2 separate regions of the Sus scrofa genome follow, and region 2 is linked to region 1. A link is a contact called in public HiChIP or PLAC-seq data. All regions are on one chromosome and are shown on one strand. Each heading gives the region's core, a stretch centred on a gene start, on an enhancer-like site or on the middle of the called end of the contact. The rest is flanking DNA. Distances are from core to core; before and after follow the strand shown. Region 1 overlaps ADAP2 (ArfGAP with dual PH domains 2). Region 2 overlaps CRLF3 (cytokine receptor like factor 3).

Evidence for each region. HiChIP or PLAC-seq counts read pairs in DNA pulled down with a chosen protein or histone mark.
Region 2: an H3K27ac HiChIP or PLAC-seq map of alveolar macrophages shows a contact between it and region 1. The contact joins two enhancer-like sites. A contact is called at or near these places in 5 of 47 Hi-C or Micro-C datasets (brain, fetal heart ventricle, liver and 2 more) and 1 of 2 datasets of contacts at active chromatin or transcription factors (alveolar macrophages).

The regions. Positions count from the first base shown.
Region 1 is chr12:42,818,516-42,822,532 of Sscrofa11.1, forward strand. ADAP2 (ArfGAP with dual PH domains 2) reads right to left here. Exons shown (of 12, transcript NM_001195323.1): 11 at 3,594-3,822; 12 at 1,992-2,588. The coding sequence ends at 2,557. Among named protein-coding and RNA genes, the nearest start is that of RNF135, 12 kb to the left of the region's middle. Within about 2 kb of position 2,591, at least 19 of the 83 cell types and tissues checked have an H3K27ac peak or open chromatin away from gene starts, as enhancers often do. A contact at or near this core is called in alveolar macrophages, where this site is marked.
Region 2 is chr12:42,959,666-42,963,839 of Sscrofa11.1, forward strand. The region is part of intron 6 of CRLF3 (cytokine receptor like factor 3); the gene reads left to right. Among named protein-coding and RNA genes, the nearest start is that of CRLF3, 28 kb to the left of the region's middle. Within about 2 kb of position 2,861, at least 5 of the 83 cell types and tissues checked have an H3K27ac peak or open chromatin away from gene starts, as enhancers often do. A contact at or near this core is called in alveolar macrophages, where this site is marked.

The sequences.
Region 1 (4,017 bases), core at 1,341-3,840:
TTCCCTCAGCTCTGATGAACCCTAGTGCTCCGCATCAGAGCCGCCAGCACCTCCTCTTTCTGAACACTCCTGCCTCCCAGCCTCTGAAATCTGTGATGGCAGGGACTGCATCACCTGGTTCCTGCCTGCTCCCAGAGCCTGGTACCTGGGAGGTGCTCAAAAATACTGGTTGCTTCCATTGAATTTCAGTAATTAATACACAACTTCCTCATATGAAGGAGAAAAACCAAGGCACAGAGATGGAGAAGTGAGTTTTCCAGCAGTTTCGTTAGTGGTGAGGCCCGACCTGGCAGCGGGGCTGGAGGGCTGTCCACCCTGGGGTCCAGCTGAGTTGTCTTCTCAGCTTCCTTCTTTCTTTCTAGGGATAGTGGCTGATCCATGAGGACACTGTTTTGTTGGTACTGCCTAGGCTTTGAATTTTTCTAAAATGTGCACAAAAGTAGTAGAACTTTCTCAGGAACCTTTTCTTTTCTTTTTTTTTCTTTTTAGGGCTGCACCCATGGCATCTGGAAGTTCCCAGGCTAGGGGTCAAATCAGGGCTGCAGTTGTTGGCCTACACCGCAGCCACAGCAACGCTGTGGGATCCAAGCCACGTCTGTGACCTACACCACAGCTCACGACAATGCTGGATCCTTAACCCACTGAGTGAGGCCAGGGATCGAACCTTTGTCCTCATGGATACTAGTCAGGTTCATTATCGCTGAGCCATAATGGGAACACCTCCCAGGAACATTTTTGATTCATGTAGAAAACCTACAACTTTTGAAGAATGAAAAGCAGATTTTTAAAGAAATTTTCCCTCTGATGTGCTTGGGTTGTGGGATGGAAATCCTGTGAAACTGGATTGTGATGATCATTATACAACTACAGATGTAATAAATTAATTGATTAATGAAAAAAAATAAAAGATTAAAAAAAGAACTTTTCCCTCTGACTTTTAAATTTGAAAACTATAAAACCTATAGAGGGGAGTTCCCATCGTGGCTCAGTGGTTAACAAATCCGACTAGGAACCATGACGTTGCAGGTTCGATCCCTGGCCTTGCTCAGTGGGTTAATGATCCGGCGTTGCCATGAGCTGTGGTGTAGGTCGCAGAGGCGGCTCGGATCCTGCATTGCTGTGGCTGTGGTGTAGGCCAGCGTCTACAGCTCCAATTCGACCCCTAGCCTGGGAACCTCCATATGCTATGGGAGCAGCCCTAGAAGAGGCAAAAAAAAAAACCTATAGAAAATTTGCATGAATTGGACAGTAAATATCCAGCTATACTTCATCTAGATTCATCAGTTGCTAACATTTTGCACAGTTTCTTTCTCCCGTGTGTGTGTGTGTGTGTGTGCGGTGTGTAAACATAGGCTTCCTGTCTTCCACACATACATAGACGCACACACTATCTATGTATCTATATACTCTCTACACACATCCATACAAAGACTTATCTTTTGCTGAACCATTTAAGAGTCAGTTGTAGACAAGAGTACATTTTACCCCTGAACACTCTAGCATGGATCCCCTACGAACAAGAGCACTCTCCTACACAAACACGGCATCATCATCACAATCTCACAACTACTGCTTAATATACATCCTTCTTTAAATTTCCCCAGTTTTCTCAATCACATCCCTCAAATTGTTTTTTTGTTTGTTGGTTGGTTGGTTTGTTTTTGGTTGCGTCCAGAGCATACAAAAGTTCCCTGGGCCAAGGACTGAACCCATGCCACGGCAGTAGACAAAGGCACTGCAGTGACACCACCAGGTCCTTAACCTTCTGAGCCACATGAGAACTCCTAAAACTGTTTCTTTTTCAATCCAGGATCCAATCAAGAACAATGAATTGCATTTTGTTGCCATGTCTCTTTAGTCTCCCCTAACCTAGAGCAGTTTCCAGAGTACTTGATCTTTCGAGATACTGACATTCTTGAAGAGTTCAGCCGGCTGTTCTGCAGAATTTCTCTACTGTGGATTTGTCTGATTCTTTCCTCATGGTTAAATTCTTTTTTTTTTTTTCTTCCCCTTTTCTTTTTACAGTCACACCTGCGACATATGGAAGTTCCAGGGCTAGGGGGTGAATTGGAGCTGCAGCCAAGTCCCACACCATAGTCAAAACACTGGATGCAAGCTGCAGCTGCAACCTACACTGCTGGGTGTGGCAACACTGGATGCTTAACACACTGAGCGAGGCCAGGGATCGAATCCACATCCTCACAGACACTACGTCAGGTTCTTAACCACTGAGCCATAACAGGAACTCTGTTCATGGTTAGATTCATAGTAAACTTTTTTTGCTGTTTTTTTTCCAGCAAGAATGCCACTTGTCTGATGCTGTGGTTCTTTCTATGGCAATGCCTTCATTTGAGATGTCCTGGGCCTTGAGGACATTTACCAGGTTCCCAGAGCCGGGCAGTGGGGAGGCCCAAGGAGCTGGCAGATAAAGGCCAAAGCTCTGGTCTTGGTAGAGTTCACTGCCCATGACAGCTGCCAACTGTGGGGCGCTCCTACTGGGCACCCAGAGCCGAGGGGAGAACTCCTTCCCACCGGGTACACCGGGTGGCCAGTGGGTCACCTGCTGCAGCCACTCTCTGTTGATGCAGCTGCAAGGGGAACAAGAAGAGGATTGAGGTGTGGCCCTGCCAACGAAGTCCCACTGGAGGGAAGGGACAGCGGGGGACAAGGGAACAATGACAAAATAAAAACCGGACTGGAAAGGTAATAGAGGGGACACACACTAGAGAAGGAGAGAAAAGCAAAGAGATGCAGCAAACAGAGAAAAACAGACAAGAGATGCAGCCGCACAGGCCCCCAGGGAAAAGAAAACGCCAGCTGACATGCCTCACCACCAACCACGAGGCCATTGCTGAGGCTCCTGGGCTTTGGGATTTTGGAAAATGAAGCCAGTTTGTGTTTATACAGGTCAGACTCAGAGGGCACAAGGGTTTCTCCCAAGGAGCCGTGTGGGGCCACCTGCTCAGGCTGTACTTTTCCAGACACAGAACTTCTTCCGAGCGTCCCAGAAGCCAGACCCAGGCCAGAAGCTTCCTGCTCTGGCTCCGAACATCCCCCCTCCTTTCGTGGGGCGTCTGCAGATGGGGAAGCCTGCTCGTGACACAGCTGGGGTGAAGGGAGGAGCAGGGTGGGGGAGGGGAGACCCAGAGAAAAAAGGGCCCTAAAAATAGCCTTCCCTCCGTGGGGAGGAATCCGAAATCCCAGGAGCTGCCCAGCGGGGGTGACCTTAACAACAGGCCAGGGTTTTCTCACGAGAACAGGGACTCAGGGACAGGGGGCGGCGGCACAGAGAGGCTGCCGGCTCCTGCACGGAGCAGGGTGGGAAAGGGGCGCTAACCGCCCGTGCCGCCGGGGCCAAACTCCTCCAGCTGCTAACGGGGAAAGGCCGAGGGACCTGGCGGGGACAGAGAGGGTTTTCTGGCAGTAACGTGCGCCGTCTGAACTTTTCTTTGGCAGGAAGAGAAGAAAAGGGAAAGAGGGCAGTCCGGAGCCATGAGCCCGGTTTCAGGGCTCCCGGCTGAACCCAGGTGCGGAAGCCCCTTTCCGCCCACCACCCTCGGCCAGAAGGACAACCCCCAGGTCCGGCCTCTTACGGAGGAGGTTGAGGGGCGTCAGGGGCCGGGAGAGGACGTCCCGAAAACTCTCCAGCCATTCGCGCTGCTCCTTCTCGCTGGGGCAGGTGAAGACGAACCTTCGCTGGGGGGTGACCATGGTGAGGCCGGCTTTCCAGCGATTGCCCCGGACGCCCTTGGGCAGGTCTTCGTACACCTGGTACCCCTGCTCGCTGCTCCCGAGAAATACCTGGCCCTGCTCAAAGGCGTCCTGCAAATACAGGGCACGGGGCATCAGAGGCCACACGTGGGGCGGAGGGCCTCCTGGGAGCCCGGGAGCCCTCGGCTCGGTTTTCGGAAAGGGCGTGGGCGGGGCGGGGATGCGCTCTGCTGGAGGATGCGGCTAAGTGGGCCCAGCATTGAAAAAGCTCAAACCTTAAAAGAATCGCGCAACGCATCTGTGGAA
Region 2 (4,174 bases), core at 1,611-4,110, 140 kb after region 1:
TCGTCTCATTTCTGACACCTCCTCTCACCTCTTATATTATGAAGAAAGAATGTCAGAGTTACCTGGTAGCTCAGGGGCTTAAGGATCCAGCATTGTCACTGCTGTGCTTCGGGTCACTGCTGTGGTGCAGGTTCGATCCCTGGCCTGGGAACTTCTGCATGCCAGGGCTGTGGCCAAAAAAAATGAATGACTTAACCAGAAAAATACCAACAAAGAGAAGTAAGGAGTCTAGTATCTAACATCTATTTAATTAATCCCCAGTAATCATGTGTTATCTATGCTAATAAAAACTCCCCTTCTCTGCTAACATTCCTTGTTTATAGAAATACTCCCATTAGTGAATCTTCTGAGAACAAGGTACTTCTATGTAATGATAAGGCTTCCTGAGTTAATGGATTCAGGCCAGATCTCTCAGACCATAATAAGAGTAATAGTTACAGTAATGATAATTGCAGTTAATATTTAAATTGTATTTACTGTGTGCCAGGTACTGTTATAAGCATTTATGTTGTCATTTGATTCTCGCAATAGCCCAGTGAACTAGGTGTAGTCACCCATTTTAGGGATGAGGATACTGAGGCACAGAGAAGGAAAGTCACTTACCCAGGGTCACGTAACTAGTAAATGACAGAGCTAGAATTGAAACCCAGTCGTTCTGGCTCTAGTAATTTTAACTACTGGTCTGTGTGGCTTCTCGTTTGTCTTTTTCATGGAAGAATAAATCTGATTCAAGTTAGTGTGGAAACGTACAGTGTCTCTGCTGCTGTATCCTTAGCTCTTTTCTTTTTTTCCCTCTTCTATGACTTTTATCCCTCCATGATGGCGACCTAAGCTCCTGCTTTTTGAAGTTCTTCCTCTGTGAACACAGAGGAAGTTTTGATAGACAACCTAGTTAGATTTCTTTCTTGCCTACCTGCTTCCTTCCTTCATTTCTTCCTCCTTCTCCCCCCCTTCTTTCTTTCGCTGCATCCAAGCCTCATGGAAGTTCCTGGGCCAGGAATGGAACCTGTGCCACAGCAGTGATAATACCAGCTCCTTAACCCATTGCACCACAGGGCAACTCCTAGATTTGTTTCATGTCAGTGGATTATGACTTTGGAAATTGAGTTAATGGATTATGATGTTGGAAATTACAGAAATTGATTTAATAAATCTACTTACTGTCTGTAGACTGTGCCTGGCACTTAGATGTCCGCAATAAACTATTGGTTCCTCCTTTTTCCCCCAGAGATGCTTGACGGGGGCCCTACTTGGCAGGGTGATTGACTGAAACGTAGTTGAACTCAGTATTAAATAGTCAGGCCTTTGCATTTTTGTCATTTTTTCCTTTGTGGAATGAAAACGTTTTCTTTCCTTGTTTAAAAGAATTTCAGGCATCGGCACTTGAGGCAGAAGTTGTCACTGGGGGGGAGGGAGCACCTTCGTGCATGAGGGGGGTGGCACATGGGCCTGCTTGAGGAAAGGTAAACTTTATTCAGCTTTCTGAGGATGTTTGAGGGCCTGGGCGTCAGAAGGGAGGTCATGCTCCTGTGGGCACTGCCCCGCTGCTCAGCCCCGTCTCCTTCTGCTGAAGTTTCAGGAATGCTTGGCGCCGTTGATCCAAAAGAAACCTGTTACTGGATGGCTCTTAATAGTCTTTTGTGGTGCTCAGGGCTGCTAGCAACTCCTTCCCCTGATGTCGTGTGTGAACGTTCCTGCTTTCCCTCTCCTTGCTTCTAAAGTTTCCCGATCTTACTATTTTTTTTTCTTTAAAAATTTTTCCTCCTGATCTTATTATTTTTTCATCCCCTGTTTTTGGCTGGGGCTGAATCTGATCAGATCCAAGTCGCAGTTGTGACATAAGTGCAGCTGTGGCAACATTGGATCCTTAAGCCACTGTGCCGGGCTGGGGACTGAACCTGCATCCTAGCGCAGGAGATGCTGCTGATCCTGTTGCCCCCCAGCTAGAATGTCTGATCTTAACTATTTTGTAAATCATGTTTTTACTGTCTTCTCTCCCACCTCCCTTTTTTTTTTTTTTTTTTTTTTGGTCATGCTTGAGGCATGTGGAAGTTCCCAGGGCACAGATCAAACCTGCACCACAGTAGCACCCTGAGCCACTGCAGTGACAATGCTGCTGTGCCACAAAGGAACTCCTCTCACCTCCTTTCTTTAAAACAACTTCCTTTTTAACAGCCTTCCTTAATCCTAGCAGCCTAGGAGGTTGCTGTCTTCTTTTTCCACATCGAGAAACAAGAGCAAGAGAGACTACGTGACTTGTCAGTATTCAGATCCCGGTGGTCTAGCCCTGGAGTCTATGCCTGTAGCCACTGTGCTAGCCTGACTTTCACAAGTAACATGAGGTGGCAAATCAAGGAGCAACAGCCTGGCTTTTTTCTTTTTTCTTTTTTTCTTTTTTTCTTTTTAGGGCTACACCTGCAGCCTATGGAAGTTCCCAGGCTAGGGGTTGAAGTGGAGCTGCAGCTGCTGGCCTCCACCATTGCCACAGCAACACCAGATCCAAGCCACATCTGGGACCTATGCTGCAGCTCTCGGCAATGCCGAATCCTTAACCTGCTGAGTGGGGCCAGGGATCAAACCCACATCCTCATGGATCTCATTCGGTTTTGTTACAGCTGCACCACAGTGGGAACTCGTAGTTATTTCTCATTATTAGTTTTTTCTTTCCAAGAACATCAGAAAGTGGTGTTCCAGTTAGCTAATGCCGCGTAACAAGCCACCCCAACACTTAGACGCTTAAAACAATCGTCGTTTATTAAGCTCAGCTGCGATTTGCAGAGTTAGGCAAGGACAGCTCATCTCTGTCTGTGTGGTGTTGGCTGGGGTGCTTTGACTGGGGATGGTGGATCTACTTCCAAGATGACTCACGTGCCGGCAGATTGATTCTGACTCTTGGTGCCTCTCCGTGGGCTGCGTGGGCTTCCTCACTGCCTAGGGGCTCTGTTCCAAGAATGAGTGTCCCCCAAAATAGGAAGTGGAAACTGTCAGTTTCTCAAGGCCTGAGAAACTGACAGTTCCTACCATGTTCTGTTGTTCAACCAGTCCCAGAGTCCAGATCCCAGGGAGGGCACATAGACCCCACTTCTTCTTCTTTTTTTTTTTTTTTTCTTTGTCTTTTTTCCATTTCTTGGCCCACTCCCTTGGCATATGGAGGTTCCCAGGCTAGGGGTCCAATTGGAGTTGCAGCCACTGGCCTATGCCAGAGCCACAGAAACATGGAATCCGAGCCGTGTCTGCAACCTACACCACAGCTCACACCAACACCGGATCCTTAACCCACTGAGCAAGGCCAGGGATCGAACCTGCCACCTCATGGTTCCTAGTCGGATTCGCTAACCACTGAGCTATGACGGGAACCCCCCCCTTTTTCTGTCTTTTGTCTTTTTAGGGCCGAACCCCTCCCAGGCTAGGGGTCTAATCAGAGCTGTAGCCGCCAGCCTACGCCACAGCAATGCCAGATCTGAGTCGAGTCTGCGACCTACACCGCAGCTCACGGCAACGCTGGGTCCTTAACCCACTGAGCGAGGCCAGGGATTGAACCCGCAACCTCATGGTTCCTAGTCAGATTCGTTAACCACTGAGCCACGACAGGAACTCTGTTTTGGGTTTTTTTTGGTATGTGAACATTTTTTCATGGGCGTATTGACCACTTGTGTATCTTCATTGATGAAGTATCTTTTCAGATCTGTTGCCTTTAAAATGTTTTCTTATTATTAACATTTGGTGATTGTAAGTCCTTTGTTAAGTATGTGTTTTGAAGATATAATTTCCAGCCCGTGACTTGTCTTTTCTTTTTCTTAGCAGTATCTTGTGCAGAGCAAAGGTTGGTTTTATTGACGTACAATTTATCATCTTTCCTAGTGCTTTTAGTTTGTCTAAAAAACCTTTGCCCAGCGCACGGTCATAATATTTTCTCCTATGTCTTCTTCTTCCTCCTCTCCTTCTCCTTCTCCTTCTCATCTTTCTCTCTCTCCTTCTTCTTCGCCACCCCTGTGGCATTCAGACGTTCCTGGGCTGAGGATCAAACTCCGGGCACAGCAGTGACAATGCCAAATCCTTAACTGCGAGGCCACCAGGGAACCCCTCCTGTGTTTTCTTCTAGAAGCTTTGTGTTTTTAAATTGTATGTTTAGATCTATGAGTCTTTTTGAGTTACCTTTATTATTTTGAAGGTT